3 separate regions of the Sus scrofa genome follow, and all the other regions are linked to region 1. Evidence: chromatin contacts called from public HiChIP or PLAC-seq data. All regions are on one chromosome and are shown on one strand. The core of a region is the stretch at or near the end of the contact, and the rest is flanking DNA. Distances in the headings are between cores, read along the strand shown.

The links. HiChIP or PLAC-seq counts read pairs in DNA pulled down with a chosen protein or histone mark.
Region 2: a contact with region 1 is called in an H3K27ac HiChIP or PLAC-seq map of alveolar macrophages. The contact joins two enhancer-like sites. A contact is called at or near these places in 5 of 47 Hi-C or Micro-C datasets (liver, mesenteric adipose tissue, omental adipose tissue and 2 more) and 1 of 2 datasets of contacts at active chromatin or transcription factors (alveolar macrophages).
Region 3: a contact with region 1 is called in an H3K27ac HiChIP or PLAC-seq map of alveolar macrophages. The contact joins two enhancer-like sites. A contact is called at or near these places in 3 of 47 Hi-C or Micro-C datasets (embryonic fibroblasts, liver and skeletal muscle) and 2 of 2 datasets of contacts at active chromatin or transcription factors (alveolar macrophages and skeletal muscle).

Annotation. Positions count from the first base shown.
Region 1 is chr10:64,735,358-64,738,019 of Sscrofa11.1, forward strand. No RefSeq gene overlaps it. Among named protein-coding and RNA genes, the nearest start is that of PFKFB3, 120 kb to the right of the region's middle. Within about 2 kb of position 1,309, at least 24 of the 83 cell types and tissues checked have an H3K27ac peak or open chromatin away from gene starts, as enhancers often do. A contact at or near this core is called in alveolar macrophages, where this site is marked.
Region 2 is chr10:64,836,778-64,839,439 of Sscrofa11.1, forward strand. All of the region lies in intron 1 of PFKFB3 (6-phosphofructo-2-kinase/fructose-2,6-bisphosphatase 3), which reads right to left. Among named protein-coding and RNA genes, the nearest start is that of PFKFB3, 21 kb to the right of the region's middle. Within about 2 kb of position 1,309, at least 67 of the 83 cell types and tissues checked have an H3K27ac peak or open chromatin away from gene starts, as enhancers often do. A contact at or near this core is called in alveolar macrophages, where this site is marked.
Region 3 is chr10:64,661,418-64,664,079 of Sscrofa11.1, forward strand. No RefSeq gene overlaps it. Among named protein-coding and RNA genes, the nearest start is that of PFKFB3, 200 kb to the right of the region's middle. Within about 2 kb of position 1,299, at least 26 of the 83 cell types and tissues checked have an H3K27ac peak or open chromatin away from gene starts, as enhancers often do. A contact at or near this core is called in alveolar macrophages, where this site is marked.

The DNA of each region.
Region 1 (2,662 bases), core at 59-2,558:
GCTCAGCAGTTAACAAACCCGACTAGGATCCATGAGGATGGAGGTTCAATCCCTTGCCTCCCTCCATGGGTTAGGGATCCAGCATTGCCATGAGCTGTGGTGAAGGTCGCAGATGTGGCTCGGATCCTGTGTGGCTGTGGCGTAGACCAGCAACTGTAGCTCCAATTCAACCCCTAGCCTGGGAACCTCCATATGCTGTGGGTGGTGCCATAAAAAGCAAAAAAATAAATAAATAAATAAATAAATAAAAAGACTGCTATGCAAGGATTCTTTTTTGTAGACTATTTAACCTCAGCAGCAGCTGCAATATCTCTGCTGTGGCCCTGAACACATTGCCCTGAGAAAGCCCAGTTTGTGGGTCCTTGGCAGAACTCAAATGGAGGTAGCTGATGGTTAAACAAAGTTAAGTTCACAAGCAACTGTCCTGCCAGCAGTCAAGTGACCGTCTCACATGCAGATTTTTTTTTTTTTTTGGCTAAAGCATGGTCTTTTTATTAACGAGATCCACAAACACACACTTCGCACTGCTGATTTGCTAACATATGGTCTAAAATACATTTATGAGCCCTCCACAGAAATAAATAACCACCCCTTCCACTCACAGGGTGTGCTTTTTTCTGAAGTATCAGCCCGTTTGTTATCTAATCTCTAAAACATGCCACCCATGAACCTGATTCAAAACCCCCAAACCCCACCAAAGGCAGGTAGCATTTGGCAGCCCATCTGCTCTAAGTGACCAAAGCCTTCTTCTGGGAAGCCGAAGCTTGGGGGCTGTTTTCACCAAAATCCTCCAATTCCCTAGCAGCCTCTCTGTTTAGGTACCCTGTTTTGTCAAATACAAGAGTTCAGGAATTGTAAGACACATCCTGTTTTCAGAGATATTCGAACGTGAAAAAAGGCATGCTTTCCAACCAAAGGAAGCCTGTAATATTCCATCTGAATACCTCCAATTGCGGTCACGTAACCTCCACATTTATCTGAAGGACAGGCCCCTCCCTCGTGCCATAAGGAAGCTATGTCCATGTGTGGTGATGTCACCCTCCATTCAAAACTCAGGGTCCAAAGAAAGGTTTCCTTTCTGAAAGATATAAGGACCATGCAGGGAAAGGGGAGTGTGTGTGGTTATTTGTAGCAACGAGATGAGCTCATATGAAACTTCCCAGAGAGACCGGAGCCTGGAGTTGTGTGTCTGTGTGTGTGTGTGTGTCTGTGTGTACAAGGAGACCAGCCGACTGGAGGCTCATGATTCATTCCCAGCCGGCTCCATCCAACCGAGTTCCTGGGTAGCTACTCAGCTACTTCCTGCCTGTGTGGGGCTGCAGGAAGCCACGATGAGTCACCCAGCAGTGACCAAGGTGGCCCGGCTGAAGGAACAGGTGTGTGGCCCCTTTCTGATACACCTTCTTTGCTGAGTCACAGACAAACCATGCAGAGAAATCTTCAGGAGTGGCAGCCACAGGCTGATGCCTGTGACCGAGAAGGGAGCAGCTTCCGGAAACTGAACAGCTCTGCCACCCTGACCAGAGAGAGAGGGCCTGAGAAGGTGAGGTCACGGTATGACCCCCAGCCCCCAGCCCAGGTGCCCGAGGCCCAGGTTGCAGGGAGGGTGGGACCCAGACCAGAGCAGACACCGGCCTCCCAGTGGAACCAAACCAATGCTGCCCAAACCCAGGGCTCAAAGGGCCCCTGAGGTCACCCTGTCCAGGAGTGGATAGAATTCAGGAATAGAGACACTTGGATGGAAAATAAACAAATATGCTCCCACTAACCCGTATCAGATATTTAGCGTTTTAACAATGACGGTAGACAGACATCTGTGTCTGGCACCAATAAAAGCTGGAATACGCTCGTGTCACACAATGGTCAGTGCAGACATCCTGAAATGCCACCCAGCCTTCATCTCTACCTGGAAAATGACAATTGTTGAGCAACTTGCCATTTAATCCATTCTCAAAGTAGCACCGCTGTTACTACGTCGCAAATGTTTGTACCTGGTATTCTGATAACCGCATTTCAATAACCATTCTTTCTTTCACAACCGAATATGATTATGTTTCACATTTAACAGCCATCCTGAGACAGGGTCTGGAGTTAAGCCCAGTGTGTGAAAGCCAAAGAAAAGCTTTCGAACACCTTTGTGAGGTGACTTAAACAACAAACTGTCTCAGGGATCTGGCGGCTGGAAGCAGCTTAGATCAAGGTAGCTTTCCGCCCAGAAGAGGAGCAGGAACATTCTGGCATTGTTGTTTTACTTTCATCTTGGCAGCTGCATCCAGTCTCACCTGTAACTTTTACAGCAGTTCCAATGGTCTGTATCACACAGGTGAGGTGGCAGGCGATGGGGCACCAGGACCCATCTTGTGGTCTCCATGGAAACCCCTGCAAGCTGGACCACAATGACGATGCCGAAGACAGTGAACCCTTTAGGCAAATGGGAAATATTTTCTCACCATTTACTCTCTCTGAGAATCTCTCTGATAAATCTTTTTTTTTTTTTTTTTTGATAAATCTTGACCTCAGGCTTCTTGTCCACAGGTGATTTCCTTTCTCCTCCATCCAACCCTGTTCTTAAGGGAACTCAAGGGAAATTTTTCCACCCAGCTGCTGGCATGCCCAGATCCAGCATATGAAACCAGCCCAGGAGTTCCCTTCATGGCTCAGT
Region 2 (2,662 bases), core at 59-2,558, 100 kb after region 1:
TGCTCAGTGGGTCAAGGTTCCGGCGTTGCCGTGAGCTGTGATGTAGGTCACAGATGCGGCTCGGATCCCGCGTTGCTGTGGCTCTGGCGTAGGCTGGTGGCTACAGCTCCGATTCGACCCCTAGCCTGGGAACCTCCATATGCCGCGGGAGCGGCCCAAGAAATGGCAAAAAGAAAAAAAAAAAAAAAAAAAAAAAACAACAAAAAACAAAACTGTGGGTTTAAGTCCCAATCTGTGTCCTGGCTGGGTTCAGACGTCTGTGCTGTCAGTTTCAAAAGGGGCAGGAAGCAGGAACAACGGTGGGGGCAGTTGGATACTGTGATCGCCTGTGTTGGACTCAAAGTGAAGACTGTTTTAACAAGTGTGGCGGGACAATGGATCAGAGGTGTGCCCCTGCTGGAAAAGCGGACTTGCTGATGAGCTGGTGAGCCACCTTCTTCTCAGGGAGCCCTGGCATCCTTGTCCAGCCCAGGACAACCTCCCCCTTCGTCCGAGGTAGAGAGTAGGTGACACAGTTAGCAGGGCCTGATGAGTCTTCTAGTTCAGGGCACCCTATCAGAGCAGAAGCTCTGTGGCACTGACATTACCCCCACTCTGCTAAGACGGATGCATCACGAAAAGGCAAAGGCTAGGGGAGCCTGGCAGATCAGGGCCTGCATCTTGGCTCCACCATTTTTCTTCTGATATGGAAACGCCTCGCTGTACCAGATTCCTGGAGAAAACTCCAACAACGTTCTTTCGTGCCCCTTCTCTGTAATTGACCTGAAATTCCCCTCTCGTAAACATCTCTGTTCTGTCCCTCTGCCCCTCAGGCAGTACGAGCCCAGTGCAATCTCTTGTTCACCTGAGAGCCCTTCACATATTTCTATCTGGGCTCAGGTGAGCCTGGGGCCTGTCCTGAGTAGGCTAAACACCCCAGTTCTTCAACCCCTCCTCACATGACGTGGTTTCCAGACCCTCCACTAGCTGAGTCACTCTCTGAAGGTTAACTCCATACCCCCTTAAGGAAGGGCCAGGCATGACCAGGATCCCGGTTCATTCTAGGCCCTGGAGGAGGGAAGCGGAGTTTCGCAGCTCGGCACCTGGGGAACCTAGGGGCCGGGAGAGCTTTCATGCAAGAGGTGCCGGCAGTTTCCGGGGTTCACTGAGCGCCCCCCCACCCACCCTCGGGATGCGTTTCCCCAGGGCGGCTGTGCGGGCTGTTTACATACTGTTAAAGGGAACATCACGTCCAGCACCAGCGGGTCTGGTACCTCTCTGCCAGGCAGGAAAAAACAACGCCAGGCACTTGCACTGTTTACCTCCGCTAGATAAAAACACAGCATGCGCTAACGCAGCCTCCCACTCTTTCGCCTGCCTCCCGGCTCCCCCTCCCTTTCAGCGGCGCGCATGCCGCCCCGCCCTGGATTCGGCGAGCCACCTGCCGGCCTATTTCCTCGGGCGGTTTGACAACCCACGGCCGCTCCCAGGCCTTCTCGGAAAAACCCCCTGGCCGGAAAGGGAAACGAGGCCGCGGGGAGGGGAAACGCGAAGCCAGCCCTGGGCGCCCGCCGGCAGCGCGGGATGCACGCCGCGCCCACGTGCAGCACCCGCGCCGCGGGGCAGGCTGGGGTGGCGCCACGTGAACGCGGCGTGCAGCGCGGTGGGGCGGGGCGGGGCGCGCGCTGACCAGCCCGTGCGCCGCGCCTGCAGCCAATCCGCGCGCCGGCCCGCCCGCCCGGCCCCGCCCCTGCCAGGCCCCGCCCTCCCTGGGCCGCCGCCGCCGCGTGTCCCGGAGTGACCTCTCCCCGGAGGCCCGGCGCAGCTGAACTCGCGCCGGACAGCAGCCCCCGGCGGGCGAGGCGGTGGCTGGCGGCTGGGGCAGGGCGGCGAGCACCTGCAGGCTCCTCCCGGGCCTCCCCGCCGGGAGACGCCGCAGAGACCCGCCCTCCGCCTGGCCCTCCTTATCCCACGACCCCGGCCACCTCCATCCCCAGAGTCAGGGGCCGGGAGGTGTGTCCTGGGCGGCGGAATAGCCGCCCCAAAATATGCCTCTTGGCATAAGGGTTATTTTGAGCTGGTTATTTTTGCGAAACTGCGGACCCGGGAGAAGCTTCGAAAACAGAGAGGCTACCCTTTTGTAAGGGAAATTTACATTAGAAAGGGAGCCTGTTCCTCACCTTAGAGACTTGGCTGTAGGGCGGGGTCGACACCACACTTTGTTAATGACACCTTTCCTCTGCCACCTCCTAGTGAATTGCTTTCCTCCCCTGGGAAGGCCCCAGACCCCTTCCCTGTGCTTAGCTCAGGAGGGTGTATAAGCCTCAGCTGCCCGGCAGCCTTTTCACGTCCCCAGATAGGGATCTTTGTGGGTTTAAGACCTAGAAGGGGAGAGGGAAAATCATCTTTCCTCTCCTTTCGGTTTGTACGAGGGAAACGTTGACATCCAGTCCACATAGGCTTTTATTCCTCCGTCTTCACTGCCCTCTGCCACCTTCTGCTTTGAGATTACCTAGGATATTACCATAACTCTTAAATAATTAAAACTAAATATTTTAAATTATGTTATACATATTTTAAATATTTACAACTAAACATTTTATAGTCGTTATAAATATTTTAAAATTATACACCAGGAGTTCCTGAAAACTAATCTAGGTTTGCTATTTCATTATTCACTCCT
Region 3 (2,662 bases), core at 49-2,548, 74 kb before region 1:
CAGACCTCTCCAGCCTGCCCTGAGTTGGTCGTGTAAGGGAGCAGTTACATGATATACCAGTTCCTTCCAAGGTGCTAGTTTATATTTGCTATTTGCACCTCCCAATTCTTCCCTCCCCCAAAAGTTTCACCCACAATAGCCATAAGATTGGTTTTGAAATCTGTGCGTCTGTTGCTATTTTATAAAAAAAGTTTTGGGGGGGAGTTCCCATTGTGGCTCAGCGGGTTAAGAACCTGACTAGAATCTACGAGGATGAGGGTTTGACCTCAGGCCTTGCTCAGTGGGTTAAAAGATCCAGCATGCCACAAGCAGCGGTGTCTGGTAGCTGCAGGGCTGATTTGATCCCTAGCCTGGGAATTTCCACATGCCTCACGTGCAGCCCTAAAAAAATTAAAAAGTTCTTTTATATCATTTTTATTAGCTACACACTACTGCGTAAGATAGATGATTAATGAGAACCTACTGTGTAGCCCAAGGAAAGCCACTCAATAGTTTGTAATAACCCAATGGGAAAAAAGAATGGATATATTTATATGTATGACTGATGCCCTTTTTTGCTGTACACCTGAAACTGAGGCAAATATTGTAAGTCAACTACACTCCAAGAAACTAAAATAAAGGTGCTAATTTAGAATGGCAGGTACATTCCTCTCAAGTCCTGGGACAATGAGAGGGATTGGGGCAAAGGGGGAGTTTGCCCCAGGGCTCTTGCACATGCATCTGGGGGGCGGGGGAGAGAAGGTAGCTGTCGCCTGATCACAGGGACCTCGACAAGGCTCCACTGGAAGAAAAACATCCCCCACCCCACAGACTCATTGGTCCTGAGATGGGAAACACTTCCATCTTTGCAGAAGCATTTCCTTGCGGTTTGGAGCTAAAACACTCTTATTTTTTCAAAGGTGCGCTTCTTGGTGAGCTGACTCAGTGACAAGGATCTGACCAGCTATTTAATTAATGACAACATGTTGCAAGTATGGCCCAGAGCAGGGCCAGAGGCCACAGGACAGGGAAGAGGCAAATGCTGACCAGGGCAGCTGGTCGGGGCTGTCGGAGGCTGTTTGTCTGGTAGGGGGGTGGGGCCGTGGACACAGTGGGGTGACACTGGCACCTCAAAGGGAGCAGAAGGCCCCAGGAGCAGGCTTCAGGGGCCACAAGAAAACGGCTACAACTTCACAACTACGCCCGGGGGGCTCCGTCCCCTGGAGACATTCCAGCTCCCCCAGGGAACATCGAGCTGCAGAATGAATGGGTTTTGTTTGGCTTTGCTGAGATGCATCTTAATTCAAGAGCTTTTGCCCGAATGAGTCAGAAGCAGGAAAGTCTCCAGCCTCACAGCAGCTGGTACTTTTCCATCCCGTCCCGTCATTATATAACAGGGCACATTTTTAGAAACTTAGTTCTAGCTGCAGAGCCGTCTGGGCTAAACTTCCAACTTCCCCATCCTCAGACTTTCAACGTTCAAGAAAGGAGATGTTGGCATTTTTTGGGTTTTTTGCTTTTTTTAAGCTATCAAGAGTAGGAGTGGGAGAATAACGTATTCTTCCTAAACGTAAAAGGAGCAATGAGTTTCACACAGTCACTTCTAAATGACACCATCCTACCCCTTGTGCTTTTATAGGGACAGGATCAGAGAACCCACAGGTGGCTGGGTTTTATCTTGTGGCTTTCAGGGAAGCACCTGGGAAAATGCTCAGCTTGAAGATTTTAAATGGAGTGTCACATATGGAGGTAGAATGTTAGCTGCAGTTCATACTAGCAGGTAGATGACTGACTACAATTCATACTAGCAGGTAGATAATCATACTAGCAGGTGGTGGCTGACTGCAGTTCATACTAGCAGGTAGATGGCTGACAGCAGTTCCTACTAGCACGTAGATGGCTGACCGCAGTACATACTAGCAGGTAGATGGCTGACCACAGTACATACTAGCAGGTAGATGGCTGACCACAGTACATACTAGCAGGTAGATGGCTGACCGCAGTTCCTACTAGCAGGTAGATGGCTGACCGCAGTTCCTACTAGTAGGTAGATGGCTGACCGTGGTTCCTACTAGCAGGAAGATGGCTGATCACAGTTCCTACTAGCAGGTAGATGGCTGACCGCAGTTCCTACTAGCAGGTAGATGGATGACCACAGTTCCTACTAGCACGTAGATGGCTGACCGCAATACTAGCATGTAGATGATTGCTAGACCAAGGAAGTTTCATGGGGACACCTTGAGAGGACTGGGTTCCTGAAATAAGGAAAGACTGAAGCCAGAGAAGAAAAATGTGTTTGCAGAGATGGAGGTAAAAGGGCTCAGAGTCAAAAGCAAAACAGAGGCAGATACTGCCTCAATGACTGTCAGGTCATTTTGCACGATGACAAGGTACAAGGACCAGATCCCAGATCTCTTGTTTCTCACCTCTCCTGCTAGAATGTCCAGTCATCCTCTTGGGCCTTTTGTCCAAAACAGCCCCTTGTCTATAGGGACAGTTGTGACCAAGTCTCTCCAACCTAAGTGCCTAGGAAGGAAAAAACAACAGCCCGAGGCCAACATGTCCTTAATGCGAAGCCACGTGCCCAAGGAGAAGCTCTCCTTGTTTAAAGTCTGCCCAGCTGCCAAGGATCATGAAACCTTAGCCCCAGCCCCAAACCCTGAGCCAAAGCCAAACGGGAATG